Regions from separate parts of the Macaca mulatta genome. Here region 2 is linked to region 1. A link is a contact called in public Hi-C data. All regions are on one chromosome and are shown on one strand. Each heading gives the region's core, a stretch centred on a gene start, on an enhancer-like site or on the middle of the called end of the contact. The rest is flanking DNA. Distances are from core to core; before and after follow the strand shown. Region 1 overlaps RAD51B (RAD51 paralog B). Region 2 overlaps RAD51B (RAD51 paralog B).

What was found. A called contact is a pair of places that touch in the nucleus more often than the background predicts.
Region 2: a Hi-C map of fetal cortex germinal zone shows a contact between it and region 1, with 3 times the contacts expected there. The contact joins two enhancer-like sites. A contact is called at or near these places in 2 of 14 Hi-C or Micro-C datasets (CD4 T cells and fetal cortex germinal zone).

Annotation. Positions count from the first base shown.
Region 1 is chr7:141,413,643-141,417,757 of T2T-MMU8v2.0, reverse strand. The region is part of intron 8 of RAD51B (RAD51 paralog B); the gene reads right to left. Among named protein-coding and RNA genes, the nearest start is that of RAD51B, 420 kb to the right of the region's middle. Within about 2 kb of position 2,302, at least 10 of the 40 cell types and tissues checked have an H3K27ac peak or open chromatin away from gene starts, as enhancers often do. A contact at or near this core is called in fetal cortex germinal zone, where this site is marked.
Region 2 is chr7:141,706,172-141,710,286 of T2T-MMU8v2.0, reverse strand. The region is part of intron 11 of RAD51B (RAD51 paralog B); the gene reads right to left. Among named protein-coding and RNA genes, the nearest start is that of ZFP36L1, 250 kb to the left of the region's middle. Within about 2 kb of position 1,951, at least 19 of the 40 cell types and tissues checked have an H3K27ac peak or open chromatin away from gene starts, as enhancers often do. A contact at or near this core is called in fetal cortex germinal zone, where this site is marked.

The sequences.
Region 1 (4,115 bases), core at 1,053-3,552:
CTTTTTTATGCTGAAAACCATGGTAAGCTTATATATACAGCTTGTGTCCATGAGGGTGGAAGTGCTGAAACTTCTGGTAACCCCTGGCTGCATCACTGCTGCTGCACTGGGACAGTCATTGCATTTTCTGATATTCTCTCCTTTCCTGGTAATGTTCTATAACCCTCAGCTCTACTCTCCCATTTTCCTCTGTTAGACCCCAGACCCTCAGGTGTCTGGTTTGAGCAGTCATTGATATGTAGGTATAAGGCCCTCAGTGAATTAATGCCGGTTGTCCTGGGGCTGTGAGCAGGCCGGGTCAACACCCATAGGCCTCTTCCCAGGGAATTTAGGGGAAGATTTTACCTATTTTGGATATGCCTTTTCTCCTTATGGATAAAAACAATAATAGCACTACCATTGTGTTGTTCATTTTGGAAACACAAATCCAAAGAATTCTATAATATTTGAAAACATCTACTTAAAGGAATTGATGAAATTGTGGTTGTTTCCCTTAAAAGTAAACTGTATAGCTTGATATCACAGGCATTATAGTAAGAAAACTAAGCTTCTTGACTCAGAAACAAATATAGAAACAAGCTGTGACTCATTTTTACCATCATTCTATTCCAGAAACTTAAAAGCATAGTCTGCATAGTGAAGATCCACATAAAAATGCAGTCACATTTGCTTCAGTGCTAAGAGCAGAAGATATCAATTAATTAGAGAAGTGTGAAAATAAAGACAGGACAAATGAGGGGGGCTGGTAGGGAGACAGGAAGAAGGAGTGACAAACAACAGCAAAAATATCATAAATAAATAATTCAGAATGGATGCTAAACACAAAAGTGAGAGCCAAGCCAGACTAAAGTTCAGATGCATCTAGGGTTACTTTGTGCAACACATTTATTCACTAAAGCGCCAAAGCAGCTATTAGAGGAAACAATAAAGAGGCCCTCTCCCCTGGAAATTTGAGTCCTGCTTTGGAATTTTTATGACATTTCTTCCTTAACAAACAAGAAGGTCTCACCACCTTCTCTTGGCTTCAAAGCCTCACTATGGCGGTGGCCTGCGATTAATATCCTTGGTCTGATTTATATATGTTGTTTGAGGTATTTTCAAAAGTCATGTAGTTTATGAAAGAATGCAGCTCTAGTAGGCAAATAAATAAACAAGACCCCCATATCCCTAACCTACAGGATTGCCCTGATTACCGTGACTCACCTTGGTCATTTCAACAATGCCCTTTCATGTCACCAGGGCTGTGTGTGCAAAATTAGGACACTACCTGGACCTCCAGCTAAACACTAAAAAATACTCTAGGATTTCCAGTTGGAAAGCGGTGAGGGTGTGATGTAAGTATGTGTGTAAAACTATAGTCCAGTTGGTTTTTGTTTTATATAACAAGTGGGTTCCTGAAAAGTCAAGATTTAAGTACTTTTTGTTGTAGATGAAAACATTTACAATTCACATCAGAAGCTCACTATTTAATGAAATCTGATTGTGGTTCCAGTTATAAAGAATGCTTTTGTAATTAAAATAAAATCTTTTTGTTTGATCAATTTTATACATTCAGACTTGCTTTTACTGGAGTTTCTTAATGTAGGGTATACTTAGAGTATTACTACTAGTTGGTAAGTATTGTTTTGTTTTAATGCTATTCTTTTCTTTTTCAGCAAAAATCCAAAGTAGTATTTCCATAGCCCAAGTTCATACTCTTCACAACATGGAAGACAGAACTTACTCTGCTTTATTTAGCTTAGTGTGTCCTGTGGCATGTGAGGCATCCAGGGTAGCAGACACCAGCAAATTGTTAGGGAGAAACTGAGAGGCGATGCCCCACCGACTGCATGGCAGTATTTCCAAGCCAGTGTGACAGAGCTGAATGAGGATCAGACTGCTCTTTAAAAACACCTGTTCTGTAAACCTGAGTTAGTGAGGGCAGCATCTTCCAGCTGACTCAGCCCAGCCACTGCTGCCCCTCTGCCAGAGGGCCTGGTGCCATTCGGGCAAGGACTCAGATGCCTTACCCCCAGACCCTTCATGACCCACTGGCACACAAAGGCAAGGGTGCCAGCACCAATGGGCGCATCCATCCCAATCTGCCATTTCAAAGCAGCTGCCTGCAGGCTGTGTCCACCCTCTGCTAGCAGAGTGCAATGAGGCAGAGAAATTGAAATCCAGGGGAGCTGGGGAAAAAAGAAAGATGGAAATCTTAAAGACAGTATCTTGGAAGCATATGTTTTAGAATCACTGCAGCCAGTTCCCTGTCAAGAAAATATTGGCCAGGTTGGTTGGTCCAATCTCATGTAGCCACAGATGGTTTTATGCCTCACTATTCAGATCCCCACTCCCCAGAGAGGTGAGAAACAAAGGATGTTGTGCTTTGTGGTGTAGTTATTCTGCCACCTAGTGTTACATGTAAAAACAAACAAATAAATTTAGAAAAAAATACAGGCTGTGTTAGAAGAGTAAAAGTAAAATTTTCACTAAATTGCATTTTTTTTTTTCTTTCCAAACATGAAGATCCTTCGCTTACAGTGGCGGCCTGGGGAGGCATTGCCAACAATTACAACAGCCCTTCTCATTTGAATTGAATAGAAGGCCAAAGAGCATGAGGTCTGAAGTTTCAGATGTGAAGGAGAAAAGAACATAACCTCAAAAACCCCATTTTAATGATATTTAAAAGGTCTATTCCCTGCAGGTAAGGTAAATACCATGAATACAATAATAAAAACTGGAATTGGACATGGAAAGCTACAGTTTCTGCTGTGAAGAAGAGAGGAGAAAGTAAACAGAAAAAAATGTGGATTGCTTTTTAAAGTATTATTACTTCTGCAACTAACGCATCGTGAAGTAATAAAATGAGCTATGGACTTGGAGTGAAAGTCTGAGTGTGAGTCCCAGTTCAGTAGCTTCCTCGCTGTGCTGGTGAGTTGTGCAGTATCTCTGAGCTTCGATTTGGTGTTCTGGAAAACAGCTGTACACTTACACCCATTCTTCCTCCTTTTACAACACTGTCCTGGGGATCAATTAGAAACATACATGAAGGCATTTGGTAACTATAAAGCACTCTGCAGCACCCTGAAGACCATTTCCCTTACTATATTATTCTCTTTTTGCAGTTATGGCTGCCATTTATATGTATGTGGCTTTCTGTATTTAACTTGTCCTGGAGTGCTAGTGATCATTCTTAAATAAGTGCTTTCAGGGCTAAAAAAAGTATTAAAAAGGCAAATGTGCAAGTATGTCATGCAACATGTAAAAAAAAAATCCCCCAAATAGACAAATCAAGAAATAGCATTACAGTTTAAAATTAGATTATTCCAAGTGTTTCTCCTTAAAATTGTGTCCCATTGAGAATGGTAAGCCATCTTGATTAGCTGTTTCTACTAAAATTAGTATATTCACGAAAGTTCTTAAAATTACAGGGAATCTGAACTGAACTTTCCTTCTTGTGGGCAGAGCCTTCCATTGTGATAAACCAGGCATCAGGAAATAGTTTTTCATTTCCATTCCTGCACTAACTAGCAATGTAACTTTAAGCAATTTCAGTTTCCGAATGGGCAATAAGTCAGGGGTAAACAAAATAACCATGCCTTCCAGTTCTATGATGACAAGTTGTTGTTCTGCTTTTGATAGCAAAATTTAAAGAAAATTCAAAATCAGTGATAGACTAGCTATAATGTAATTTTCAGAAATGTCCTACAAGTTATATAAATTTTCAGTCACAGGATAGAAAAGACAGCATTAGGTGAGATGGCCACTGTAGCATGGGTGTGTTTGTGTCCTTTATCAGAACTTAGAGCTGCTCAGAAACCACTGCGGGCTAAAACAAACAGTCTGCAAGAAAGTGCTTACCCAGCCACCTACCTGGCCTTTCAAAATTGCAAAGAAAGACTACTTCCACTTAGCTCTGAAAACACCCTTTGCTCTTTTTAGTAATATTTTTAACAATGCCAAGAAAAGAACTCTATTTATCCAGATTTCCTCTCTCCTTAGAAATGTCAACATTGCTCGGGAGTACAGCAAAAAACAGCCTGGAGTTTTCATGATGTGAATGTGAGACCAAAGTCACACTGTGGAGAGATTAAACTTGGAACACGATTGCCAGTAAAGAAGATAACTCATGCCTA
Region 2 (4,115 bases), core at 702-3,201, 290 kb before region 1:
TCCCCCCCCACCACTAAAACAGATGTGGGGGAAAACTAGCAGCAACGAAGAATTATTAGACAACGGTCAGAGCTGATCGAAGTTTTAAGAGGCTGCCTTGTAGATGGCAAGTTTCCTGTCACCAAACATAAGCTCACCATCAGTCAGCAGGGAGAGTGGCAGGATTCCGCTGTAAATTCTTGCAGGACTTAGTAGAAAGAAATACCTATCACACTTTTTTCCCCCTTTCTTCTAGATCTTTCTATAAAAATGTGTCCAGGGCATGGATGAAGCACCAGATAAGAGCTAACATTCTTGTGGTTAGCTGGACCGATGATTTGGTGCAAGCCACTCCCCATTGGTCAAATGAAGTTTGGGGCTCAAAGAAATGTGAGTTGTGCCCTCCTTTTCTCCCCCCTCCGATCCCTCCCCCTGGAACATTCTGTGACTACAGACTGTGGCTCAAAAACGGGGATGTTCCAAGTCTGACTCAGTCACCAGCCTTGGAATTAGGGTTGTCCCGAGGAGATGACACAGACAGCTGGGAGACTATCTGGTGGCTTTTGAAGAACCTGACCTACTCCTGGGGCTCAAAACCCTCAGCTCCCACTCTGACTCCCAGGGCCTGAAATGCCAGCCTCACAGTCACTCCCTGGGGATCTGAATACACCCCTACCCACTCAGGGGTCCTATAATAAAATGCAAATTAGGTCTTTATGCAACAAAGGGGTGGGAGGAGGGATTTGCTGACAACCCTGTGAGTGCCTGGCAGAAGGCCCTGGGGACTGATGGCACCCCATGGAGGGAGGTCAGGAAAGAAAGGAGAACAGAAAAGGGAGAGCACTCAGAACGGGTCAGAGGCCTTGGGCAGCCCCCACTTCATCGCCAGTGTGCCCTGGGTCGGGGGGATAATCCTGGGTCATCAGCCTTGGGCATTGTCTTAGCCGCGTCAGGACCCCCACCCTGAGCATCACAGACTACACTTCCGGCCTCCTTGCATGTGATGCTCTGTGCTAACCAGCAATTCTCCAGGCCCAGAACCCAGAGACATCTACTCTGTCCCTCTCATTTCTCCCAAGACCCCAGAAGTCAGGACTCAACACTAAGAGTGGGGCCTGATGGGGTACAGCTTGGAGAAGAGGCATGCACAGAGGGTGGAGAGCCATCTCGGATCCAGCTCCTGCAGAGTAAATCAAACTGCCCTCCTCCCCCACAACCCGCTCTGCAATCCTTTCCAATCAGGGAGTCTAAAATTACCATATTTACAGCATCTGCAGCCAAGCCAAGCACTAAACAAGATGAATAGCGGTGACGCACGAGCCTGAGTGGGAGCCTGGGTAGAAGCATGCAGCCGGCTGGGCTGGGTGGTGCTGGGCTGGGCTGGGCTGGGCCCTGGGGGCGAGTGAGCCACAGCTGGAGAGTGAAGACAGTCCCAGGCAGGGGTCCTGATGGATGAACTCACCCAGCACTAAGGGGAGGTAGAGGAAGGGGTGGTGGGTGAGGAAGCCTCGGTATCTCAGCCTTCTTAGAAAAAGAGAGAGAGGAGGCAATTAACAGAGAGAGAACATGAGAATATGCTGCTGACTTTAGGTTTCTCTCCTTCCTCCTCTGCCTCCCTCCCCTTAAACTCTCCAGGAGGAACCCACTGAGGCCTCCAAGCCAGGATGCCTTCCATGGAGTTTCCTTGTGTGTATGTGGGGTGGGGGATTTCCAGCAGGGTTTTGCTCTGGATTCTTCCAGTGGGGACACCCATGCCTTGTGAGTTTCCTTCCCAAGCAGCCTTTTCCAAGGACGCTCTGTCAACCTACACAGATCAGTGACTTCATTCCTAAAAAAGGCCTGCAGGTCTGGGTGCTTTCGTTCTGGAGGAGACTAAGGCCAGGAATGACAGGGAGCGTGTTCTGCTTCAGGGTGTCCCAACACTTTTTGTCCGAGCCTGGCTGTTCTCTCCCCAGAAGGAAAAACGCCCAGGAAAAGAGGCTTGGTGACTCATGACCTGCTCGCTTGCACTCGGAGTTTCAGAGCTAGGAGGGAGCTACAGACAACAGACAGAGGGAAAGAGACAGGGCCAGGGAACCCGGGCTTGTGGACTCTAAGGCCAGTGCTGTGTCTCCTGCCCCAGAGGTTCACCATGGATTCTGTGATGCTCCCAGGTGCTGAGGAGTGAGCGGGGCTCCTGGACCCCAACACTCCTTCCTTCAGCCAGAGCATCTTCATTTTGAGCTGTTTTGTGGACTGGGCTTCTCTTTATGTTTTCAATTCCTTTCCCCAAAATGTTCAGTGACTTGAGTAAAGTCACTGGCCTGTATGAGCCGACAGGAAGTGGAAGATAACAGTGGGTGGCCGGAAGGAAGGCAGAATGAGGCGTCTTTAGAAACAGATGGAATGTAGCAGGAGATGCTGAGAAAGGGGGTTAATCCCGACATAAGGTCATGATCAGCACTCACATGTGAACCAGCCCCAAGAAGAAGACGTCTCCCCTGAGAGATTTAGAGCCAGAAGCCACCTGCACTAATCCTGCCGGAACCTGAACCCAGATCCCAAAGTGTGAGCTGTTGGTTAAGCACCGATCTAGTCCAGGACAGCCATTTGTAATAGGAGGTGAGGAGAGGCTGGATTTGCTGGTGCTTGAGTTGGAGCTGCACAAAAACAAATGTTTCCAAGCTGAGGCCATCATGAAATAGGCAGACCATTCAGCACATGACTAATTCTGGCCTCACCCTCAGGGTGTGCTAGAAGGAGAAAGTCCTGATAAACTGCACAGAGGTGTTTCTGCTCTTCTCACTTGCCCAGAATTGCCAAGAGTTTGCCATTAACATTAACATGGTAAGAACTGAGTGGAGTTGGTCGCCCGAGATAACAGCTCCTGTTCCCACTAACCTCTGCCCTATCCTAGGTAGGGCCCATGCTAACCCATAGTAGCCAGAAGTCCTCCTCTCTTCTCCTCCCGCCTCTCAGAGCACACCTCTGTCTCCTCCCTCCGGCTCCTCTTTCTCACCCTCAAATGGTATTCCTCCAGTTTTGGGGCTTCTATTTTTTTCTTCCAACTCTGTCTGCTCTCCTTGAGTGACTTTACTTTTCATTGGCTTCATTTATCACAAAAACCTGTGACCTCAGCTACAGCCATCTTCCAGAACTGCCCACATATATTCCCAACATTCTATGGTTGTCTCAAATCACACATGTCCAAGACTGATCTCATTATCTATGCTCCCTTGCTTTCCATGACAAGCCCCTCTTTTCCTGAAGGTTCCTACCCTGTCTCCTCTCTCTCAGTCAACGATATCACCAGCTACTCAGACATCCAAATGGAAAACTCTGGACCCTCCCTCTCCCTCAACAAGGCCTGACAATGTTAACTCTGATGAGTCCTCTAAATCTCTCCCCTTCCCATCTATGCCACCATAGCCCCAGATTAGGCTCTCAGCTCCTCTCTGCTGCTCCCAGTCCTTCCTCCAGGATCTCCCAACCTTGGATCTCCCTCCACGGTATCAACTGGAGACAACTGTCTAAACACAGATCTGATTATTCCGTAAGTAAAATATTTGCTGGTGACCCACTGTGTGCCAGACTTTGTGCCTAGAACTGGGAATACAGTGGTGGATACAGCAGGTATCTTGTAAGATAAGGTAAGATGTGAGGTAACTCATATCTCAGGGAATCAAACAAGAAACAAGCTCAAAAACAGATACGTGAATAAAATACTCTAAGTTGCAGGGTAGGATATAATGGGGTGGGGTGGGTATCTGTGCCACCCCTTGCAGAAAGACCTTCAGAGGCTCCTCATTACCTACAGAACAAAGTTCAGACTCCACTTGGCAAGCAAAAGTCTTACTAATGTGGCCCAATCTATTTTTCAACTCCCTCTCCCACCACTACCTTCTTCCGCCCAACCCCCTAGTCTGTGTTCCATGTCCTATTCATCGGTGAATCCCAAGCCCTTCACTCTTGGCAAATAACAAGCAGACAATGAATACTTAGGGAAATCAATGTGTGGACGAGCAAATGATGGATAGGTGTCTATAGGCATGCCCTCTCCCCTTTCTTACCTCTACTCTGGTGAAACTTCTTTACAATAGCCCCTTCCTTTGGGTCTCCAAAATGTTTCTCACACTGTTTCTGCCCCAGGTACTCAT